3 separate regions of the Mus musculus genome follow, and all the other regions are linked to region 1. The links are chromatin contacts, called in public Hi-C and HiChIP or PLAC-seq maps. All regions are on one chromosome and are shown on one strand. Each heading gives the region's core, a stretch centred on a gene start, on an enhancer-like site or on the middle of the called end of the contact. The rest is flanking DNA. Distances are from core to core; before and after follow the strand shown. Region 1 overlaps Rora (RAR-related orphan receptor alpha). Region 2 overlaps Rora (RAR-related orphan receptor alpha). Region 3 overlaps Rora (RAR-related orphan receptor alpha).

Region 1 (2,700 bases), core at 145-2,644:
TCCAGCTCAAGAAAAAAAAAAAAAAACCCAAGTAGTATACAAAGTGCCACCCAATGTTTACGGCTATTTTTTTGCAGTGGTGTTGGACTTCAAGGACTTGTCCTTTGCTTCTAGAGAATTGGGAGCCAAGTAGTACATACTCCCTGACCAGCTAGATAGCTTTCGTGGGACCGAAAGGGTTAATACAGTGCAGAGGCATCTAGGAGAATCTGAATATCTGTCTAGATGTTGTGTAATTTCAACCAATCAATCAAAGGACACTTTCAGGAACAGCCTTGGGAAAAAATGTCAACTAAGCAAAAATGCCTGTCCTCCGTTCCTCCTCCTCCTCCTCCTCCCTCTCTGGTCTCCACCCAGTGGATGGAAAAACCTATCTTCCCTCCCTTCTATTTTAGATGTAAATATGTTGGTGAGCAAAATACTGGGTTACTCAGAGCAACAAATAGCCTTTTCAGGGCTAATGCATGGGTATTCTAATAGCCTTCATCTCTGGAGCCCTCAGTACATGGTAGATAATATACCATGAGCTTTAGCTCACTTAATGGTTGCAGTATATTTGAGAGGGAGCCATTATCAGCTCTGTTTGTCAGAAGAAAGAAACTGGGGTTTCATGTGACTTGCTGTCTTGGGCTTGACCCCGGAATTAGTAACTGGCTGAGAAATGTAAGCTTTCCTTGGTATAACCTAGACTCCTATCCTGTTCCCCTGCTTCTTTCATGGCTTCTTAGAGCCAAAGGTCCCCTCCTGTCCCTCATAGGAGCCACCGGCCATGAGAGCCTGTTTATACTTAAATTCAAAGTAATTAAAAGCCTGTGAAGTTTAAAATGTGGTTCGTCAACCACACTAACCTCATTTAAAGTATTCTGTGGACACAGGGACTAGAGACTCCAGTATTGCACTGGTCAGAAAGAGAATTTACATCACCATGGAAAGTTCTATATTAATTTGCTGTCTAAGTCTGATGTGCAGGCCAATAAAGCTAGTGTTTGGAAAGCGGAGGTGGAAGGATTACAAATTTGAGGCTAGCCTTGGCTACCTAGTAAAACCTTGAGAAGTTGTTTCAAAAGAACCAACAGGGAAGGAAAGGGGGAAAGCTGACACGTTTGCCCTGAGTTTGTCTATCCTCTGCCTCGACATGAACACACACATGAACACACACATGAACACACACATGAACACACACATGAACACACACATGAACACACACATGAACACACACGAAACAAAGTGGCACCATGAGACAAAGTGAATTTTAAGAAGAGAGAACAGCCTGGCATGCATGGTGCCTCTAACAATCTGCTCAGAACTCCAGTTGACTCTCATGCTACCTCTGTGACTTGACCCTAGAGGGTAACTGCAGAGCGTTTCAGCGGGTTCTACACTCAAGCAAATATTTGCTCAAATCCCATTCTTTACCCAGGCTGCTGTTAACAAACGTCAACAAGGCTCGGAGGAGGCTTTGTTCTCTCCTTGGCCTTAAACTAGGGCTGCTTTTTCTGGTTTCCTCTTGACAGCAAGACCAGGATGAGGTGGGTTACTTAGCACCCTGAGATGAAAGGACAGCCCAGCCCCTGTCACATAGCTTTGGTGGTGGGGGCTATGCTGACTGTCTTTAAGACGTACAGAACAATAAGGAGACTCAGCAGCCAGCATGGAATGCCCAGATGTTGGTCAATTTCCTCCAGACTTTTCAAAGAGAAGTGGATGGAGGAGGCTGGGGTGGAGGCTAGCCTCACACTGGCTCTCCTGGCTCTACAAACTGGAGGTGGCCTAGGAGCTCCAAGTGACTTTCCAGAGAGTTGACATGGAGGCTACAGAGTCAGTGGTGGGCTTCTGGGTCTATATCAAGACTCACATCTTGAGTCTGACTGAGTTCAGGGTGGTAGGCTTCTAAGCTCACCTCCTCCCCCTAGCTCAGAAGCCAGGACAGAGCTTGGTGGACCTTGTGTAACAAGCAGACAGTCCAAGAGTGTGGTGACAGACAGGTAGCCTTGCATGCCCTTTGCTGGGTATTAGTTCTTCAAATTATACGTGTTTCTAGTGCTAAATCCTGCCAGTGGTGTGACCACTCACTCTGTACATTTGGTAAAAGTCATTAAATCGTACATTTATGCATGTGGATTTTTCCGATATATAAATTGTGCCTCCGGAAAGCTGCACTGAAAAATTTAAATCACATCTCTTAATGGATCGTCTAAGTATCTCTCTGGAGTCTAGAGGGGTGTACCAGGCTGCACCTTAAGCAACATAATGGACAGTTTTCAGGGCTTCTGGTAGGCTTGTTTCCCCTGCCCTGCTTCTCTGATCTTCTTCCTAAGAGCTAACCGAAACCTTCCTCTTTACCCAACGTGGCTTCCCAAATAAATATGCAGTGTTTTGCTTTTTTACTTACCCATTGGGGAAGGAGTCCATTGCCCTGAATCAACTCTTCCTTATATTTGTATTTCAAATCGGTCTCTTTGCAGGATGATTTATTTAATCCCCATGCAAGGGATTTAAACTCTTAAAAGAATACATAGAGGAGGGGAGATGAAGGAGCTTCGCCTTCCCTCTGAGAACCAAGAACCTAGAAACTACAACAGGAAGGCAGCCATCTATTGTCTGTCAGTAAAATCAGACCAGCTGCCTGGTGATGATGAAAGACTAGATTGGCCCTGTGTTCTTAGGTGCAGCCATGTAAATGGCTTTGGGAGCAGAGGG
Region 2 (2,700 bases), core at 104-2,603, 150 kb after region 1:
TGTTGGTTTGAGAAAGAGTCTCATGTATCCAAGGCTAGGTTTGAACTCACTATGTTGCTGCGGATGATCGTGAACACCGAATCCCCCTGCCTCTACCTTCCGTGAGCTGGGATTATAGGTGGGTGCCACAGTACCTGACTGATGGGTTTCAAATCTGAAGCTCCTTGAAGAACTTAAGACTGTGATGCCTTCTGCTAAAAGAAGACTCAGTGACAAGCTCTCATTTATCAGAAGTCATGCTGGATAAGTGAGCTGCATTCCTGGTAGGAGGAACCCAGTGGTGACACTGGTGGGATTTATGTTCAGTCCTCCAACTCAAGGACATCCTGACATGAGTGTAGTTCAGGTTCTTCCACCTAGTAGCCCACCCTGCAATGACTATTGCCTGCCTGTCAGGACTAGAACCAGGCTTGAGGGGACACCTGAGGCAGAGTCTGCCCTTAAGGAACTGACAGTGGCTGTGTGGGATGCCTTTTCCTATGAATGGGTTACAGAAATAGACTCTGGGAGCTCTGAGGTCAGATTTTGGGGTGAAGGGGTCTTAACACAGAGGCTTACAAGTAAGTGGAATCTTTCAAGAGGAGGAGCTTTCAGACACAGAAGGGAAGTTGTGGGAGAAAGCTCAGTAGACAGGAGGTCAATATACAAACAGAAAAGAAGGAAGTTAGGACTCAAAATGCCTGGCGCATAGTCAGCATGGCCAGACTAGAGTGGGTCAAGCAAGAGGATGCAGTGTGGGTTCTGGCTAGTGTTCACATTTCTAGCCAGAAAGAACAAAGATGGCCCAGGCTTTGATACCTGGCTCACTCACTCCCTAAGCAGCAAGAATGCAGTAAGGCACTGAAAATCCAAGGGCCTCAATTTCTCCCTAGCCACACAGGGTGTTGTAATCCTATCCTGGTGTTGTCCTGAAAATCAGCAGGAAGCCACATCAGCTGTCTGTCCCCCAAGTTTACCAGTCATTATTTGCCTTTGTGTGAGGTGTCCTTATCATAGGTCACAGACTCAAAAAGCCAGTGGCCCAGCAGGTAACAGAGGTAGCAAGAGAGCCAAATTGAAGGGACTCTGCAGTGTGGAGGAGGTCTGATGTACACTAGGCTCCTCAGGACAGGAAGCGCTACATGATCCCAGATTTCAGATTATTAGAAATGTGCAGTACAAATTTCGGTCTGAAGTGTCCCCTGCAGTTGTGATCTGAAGTTGAGAACATGGCCAGAGTCCAGGCAGTCCATGTCTGTGGGCAGCCAGGTGGAGACCTTTGATCTTGTTTTTATGGAGTGATGGGTCTGTACAGGGCAAGGCTGTGGTTGTTCCTCGTTCTTAGCAGGGCTGGTTCTTGGCACCTGCCCCATGGTTAGAGGGCACCAACTGGCCACATGCAGACACCAATCACCAACGCCAAGGGTGAGGAAAAGCCAAGCCAGCAAGTGAGGTTTTCAACAGTGCTGAATTCAAAGAGTGACCCCATATCTTCGCACAAGCCCAGGAACGAAAACTTTTCAAAACTCAGCCCCAGCGAGACTCTCCTGGGAGAGAAGCAGATCCTTAAGGGGGGCTGGGGGGGGGGAAGAATCTGTAGTCTGTGAGGGGCAAGGTTTGCCAAGCTATTAAACAGCAAGTTACAATAGGCAAGTGCAGAGATCACAGACTCGGGGATAAATGTACACTCATCTATACGGGAAACTTTGATGCTTTCAAATGCTCCCACCATCTAAGGAGCAGGCAGCAGGCAGCGCCTACATATCTCACAGCGGTCTACCTGTCTGGGTGTTTGGGCTCGACGGCAGGAAGCTCTTTGAAACCAGGCTGAGGTATTTCAAACAATTCTGTTTGACTCTCCAGCTTGTATATTCTGCTAATGCCCCTTTTTGTTGTTGTTAAATTGGCTTTTTTTTCTTTTTATTTATTTAATTTTTTTTTTTTTTTTTTTTTTTTACTAATTTTGGAATCTCCTATTAAGCTGGCAGTCTGCAAAGGAGACGATGACAAAGCTAAGATGCCTTTTGACTATCTTAATTGAATTAACACACACACACACACACACACACACACACACCACACAGGTGAATAGCTTACCCACAACCCTATGTAAGGAAGGAGATAAATTAGACTCAGAGATCAGAACTATGTCCAACAACAGCCCCATTAAAAGTGCCAAATGTCTGAAGCACTTGACTCCTGCCCAGATTATTTCCTGATGGTTTAGGGAGGGATGTTTACAACTTTCTATGAGTAATAAATAAATTAGGAGCCACCCATTAGAGCTTTCTAAATTATAGACATGACAGGCAAATTTCTCCTCTTTGGAAGCATAGAATGACCTGAAAGCCAGTCCTCGGCTTCAGCCTGTTTTCTCTTTGATTCTCTTTTCATTTTTTCTCAGTTACTGAGGGAAGGAAATAGCAATGTTGAGGAGTTTGCCCCGTCCCTTGTGCTTGCAGCCACAGTTCTGGTAACGAGGAGTGAGGGCCCGATGTGGGGGATACCCAGCCATCCTCCTACCACTTGGGGAAAGGAGGTAGGACAATCTCAGTTCCAGCCTGAGCTACACACAGTGAGATCTCATTTCGATCCTCTAGTGTTTCCCCCAAATAAATCAAGGTGTCTGTTGAAGTCATGGAGTGGAAACCCACAGGGCTCCAGTTTCCTCTCTCCTGTTGATCTCACACAGGCCTTGCTCATCCTTCACCGGTTTGCTTC
Region 3 (2,700 bases), core at 34-2,533, 190 kb after region 1:
GGTCTGCTCCAGCCTCCTCTCTAGGGGGGCGAACACATATAGTGCTTCACATATGGTAAAGCCAATGAATGAATTACAAGAGTTACTGCAGATTTTTTTTAATGTTCTCTTAGCAAATTATAGTTATAAATACATCGTGTGTCTATATTTTAGCAGTGATATTTTAAAGTGCGGAGATGAACCAACATCCTGTGTTTGTGTGTATTGATGAGATACAAAGCTCTGTTCAAACGAATAGATCCTTTAGCAAGAACGATCTGGACCTTAAAAGAGCCAGAGCAGTAAAGGTCCAAGGTGGGTAGGCACACTGCCAATCCTTAACCCATGTTACTGAATGAAACAGCATATCTGTCTTTGTACTACAGATTCTGGTTTTAAAAGTTAAAAAAAAAAAAAAAAAAGAAGGAGAAGAAGAAGCAGCATCTTCGTATCTTGCTATGTTCTCCATAAAATAAGAATAATAATCACCCAGATGGGACATAGAAATGAGGTCTGGGTTCCAATAGCGAGCAAGAGAAAATGGAAAAATTCCTTTGGCGTTTGCTCTTGTGATACAGAGGAAAAACACTGGCTGGGTGATCAGCTTGGCTCCCCCCATCTCCAAGTGAAGCAGGAGGAGAAGGGGCCACTGTGAATCGGCTGTCCTTTCAAAGTCGAGAAATTGTAGAGAGAGGGCAACCCCAGGTCTAAGAGTGCAGGCTTGTGGGACAGATCCCCCCCCCCCAGGGCACACCCACCTTGAATGTCACCAATGACCTGTGCCTCTCCTAGAGTTACACTTGGCAGGCAGGGGCCGCATTGAGACTATCTCCCCGGGGGATCTCATGGGATCAGAGATGCAGCTTCTTTTTCTTACAGGTGGGATAAGAGTAACTGCAGGTTCATGTGAGGACGGGGATGGATTGTTTTCACTCTCAGGCCATTGAAAAAGAAAGAAGAAAAAGTCACTAACAGTCTGTCCTAGCCCCTTCTCAGCGCTCACTGGTTCCCTGTGACTTTACTTTCATGGTTTCTCCGCAGCGAGGTTCTGGACGCCGGGATCCATTACTGTCTACATCCTCTAGTTGGTTTGTTTTGTGCCTGAAGTTTTCTAGTTGACAGTTGAGAAGCTTGGGTTCAGACAGGATCGGTTGTCCACCAGAAGGATGTGGGGCTCTTATTTTGAACGGATATGAACCTGGTTGTCTGCATCTGGGTGTTCAGTGGGGTTTGCTACACAGGCATCTCTCAAGCTCCCAGGAAAGGCTGAAGCTGCAGAGGGAAGTGGTCACGAGGCAGGAGAGGGAGGCACGAGGGTGGTAGAGTTGCACGCTCGCTCTCCCTGCCAAGGGAGCGATGAAGTTAAAAGAGGCAGGCAAGTGCTGTGCGGCAGAGCCTTGGAGTTAGCAGAGGGCAGCCCCGTTTGTCTTTGTGCCAGTGGACGATGGGGTGATCTCCAGGCTGGTTGGCGAAGGGAACCCTGGGCCAACCTGTGAGAGCTGCTGTTTGTGAGTTTGCGATCAAATCGATTGCGAATATGGAAGTTATTACTGCTCAGAAAAAGCACTTTATATCAGGGTTAATTATAAGGAGGTTCTGTGGTATAATTAGTGTTCTTTCTATGGAGGATTAAGGGGCTCTCCTAAATGGCCTTTCTGATTGCCTTCTTCCCTTTTTTAATTTCCTCCTTGTCCTTTTTGATTATCTACCCCACGACCCTCAGGGCTCCTCAATGTAATACAATTAAAATAACATTTTTGTGTTAAAGAGTTTTATTTTATGAGCTATTAACCCCCTGCTTGCCCAAAGACTGTTTTTCGTCTCCCTGAACACCAGAGGCTCTCCCTCCCCACCCCACCCCCAGTCACAGTGGGGCATCCACAGCCCCAAGGGAGACACCTGCAGAGGAGGATTCAGGCTGGGCCCTGTCCTAAGCAAGACTGAGGGCCTGTCTAGGCCTGGGCTTTGAAGAGAGGATGGGCTGCTGACTCGCTGGCAGGAATGAAGGATAATCCAGTCCTCCTCCCTCAGCCAACTTTCCTCTCAGTGGAAGGCTGAGCAGTATGAACTTGCCCCATTCTATTCTGAGATGTGGCAGACTCTCCTGTAACACAGTAGGTGCTTAAAACTAGTCAACAGTGACCCTGCTTAGAAACAGTTACCTTCCTTTTTTTTTTAACAGTCCCAAGAGAAGCAGAAATGTAAACATCCACCTTTCCCTCCCACTTAGGGCTGCGCCCTTTTGTATATTAGCCTCCTGATCCCACCTCTCACTTTACACCCTTCTGAGGAGCCTAAAGTGGGAAGGGGTGGTCCTTCTGGCCAATGTTCCTGCTTGAGACTAGGAGTGAACAGCTTATAGGAATGGCTCAGCAGGTAAGAGCACTTGCACACATAAGCAGGGAGACCTGAGTTTGGATACCCAGCAACTATGTAACAGTCATGTATTGTCACTTGTGCCTGTGTACCCAGAACTGTGAAGGGTGGAGTCAGGAGGATCCCTGGAACTTCCTGACCAGCCCAGCAAACCCAAAAGCTTTGATCTCCAGGATATCTGAGAGACCCTGTCTGAAGGGAAGTAGGCCAAAAGCGATAGAGCCAGACAGACACTTGGTGACCTCCTCTGTCCTAGATATGCACTCCTTCAGGAATCTGCACATGGGTGCGCGCGTGTGCATGCGTGCATACACACACACACACACACACACACACCATACATCA

Evidence for each region. Hi-C and Micro-C count contacts between places; a contact is called where the count stands out from the background. HiChIP or PLAC-seq counts read pairs in DNA pulled down with a chosen protein or histone mark.
Region 2: a Hi-C map of liver shows a contact between it and region 1, with 1.8 times the contacts expected there. The contact joins two enhancer-like sites. A contact is called at or near these places in 6 of 484 Hi-C or Micro-C datasets (LSK cells, frontal cortex and liver) and 1 of 115 datasets of contacts at active chromatin or transcription factors (kidney).
Region 3: an H3K4me3 HiChIP or PLAC-seq map of the SCID.adh cell line shows a contact between it and region 1, with 14 read pairs. The contact joins two enhancer-like sites. A contact is called at or near these places in 1 of 15 datasets of contacts at CTCF or cohesin (stem cell-derived epiblast-like cells), 27 of 484 Hi-C or Micro-C datasets (CD4 T cells, CD8 T cells, CD8 central memory T cells and 12 more) and 5 of 115 datasets of contacts at active chromatin or transcription factors (CD8 T cells, the SCID.adh cell line, T-cell acute lymphoblastic leukemia and 2 more).

What each region holds. Positions count from the first base shown.
Region 1 is chr9:68,957,732-68,960,431 of GRCm38.p6, forward strand. All of the region lies in intron 1 of Rora (RAR-related orphan receptor alpha), which reads left to right. Among named protein-coding and RNA genes, the nearest start is that of Gm31262, 140 kb to the left of the region's middle. Within about 2 kb of position 1,395, at least 9 of the 459 cell types and tissues checked have an H3K27ac peak or open chromatin away from gene starts, as enhancers often do. A contact at or near this core is called in the SCID.adh cell line and liver, where this site is marked.
Region 2 is chr9:69,109,183-69,111,882 of GRCm38.p6, forward strand. The region is part of intron 1 of Rora (RAR-related orphan receptor alpha); the gene reads left to right. Among named protein-coding and RNA genes, the nearest start is that of Gm46153, 200 kb to the right of the region's middle. Within about 2 kb of position 1,354, at least 12 of the 459 cell types and tissues checked have an H3K27ac peak or open chromatin away from gene starts, as enhancers often do. A contact at or near this core is called in liver, where this site is marked.
Region 3 is chr9:69,149,103-69,151,802 of GRCm38.p6, forward strand. The region is part of intron 1 of Rora (RAR-related orphan receptor alpha); the gene reads left to right. Among named protein-coding and RNA genes, the nearest start is that of Gm46153, 160 kb to the right of the region's middle. Within about 2 kb of position 1,284, at least 16 of the 459 cell types and tissues checked have an H3K27ac peak or open chromatin away from gene starts, as enhancers often do. A contact at or near this core is called in the SCID.adh cell line, where this site is marked.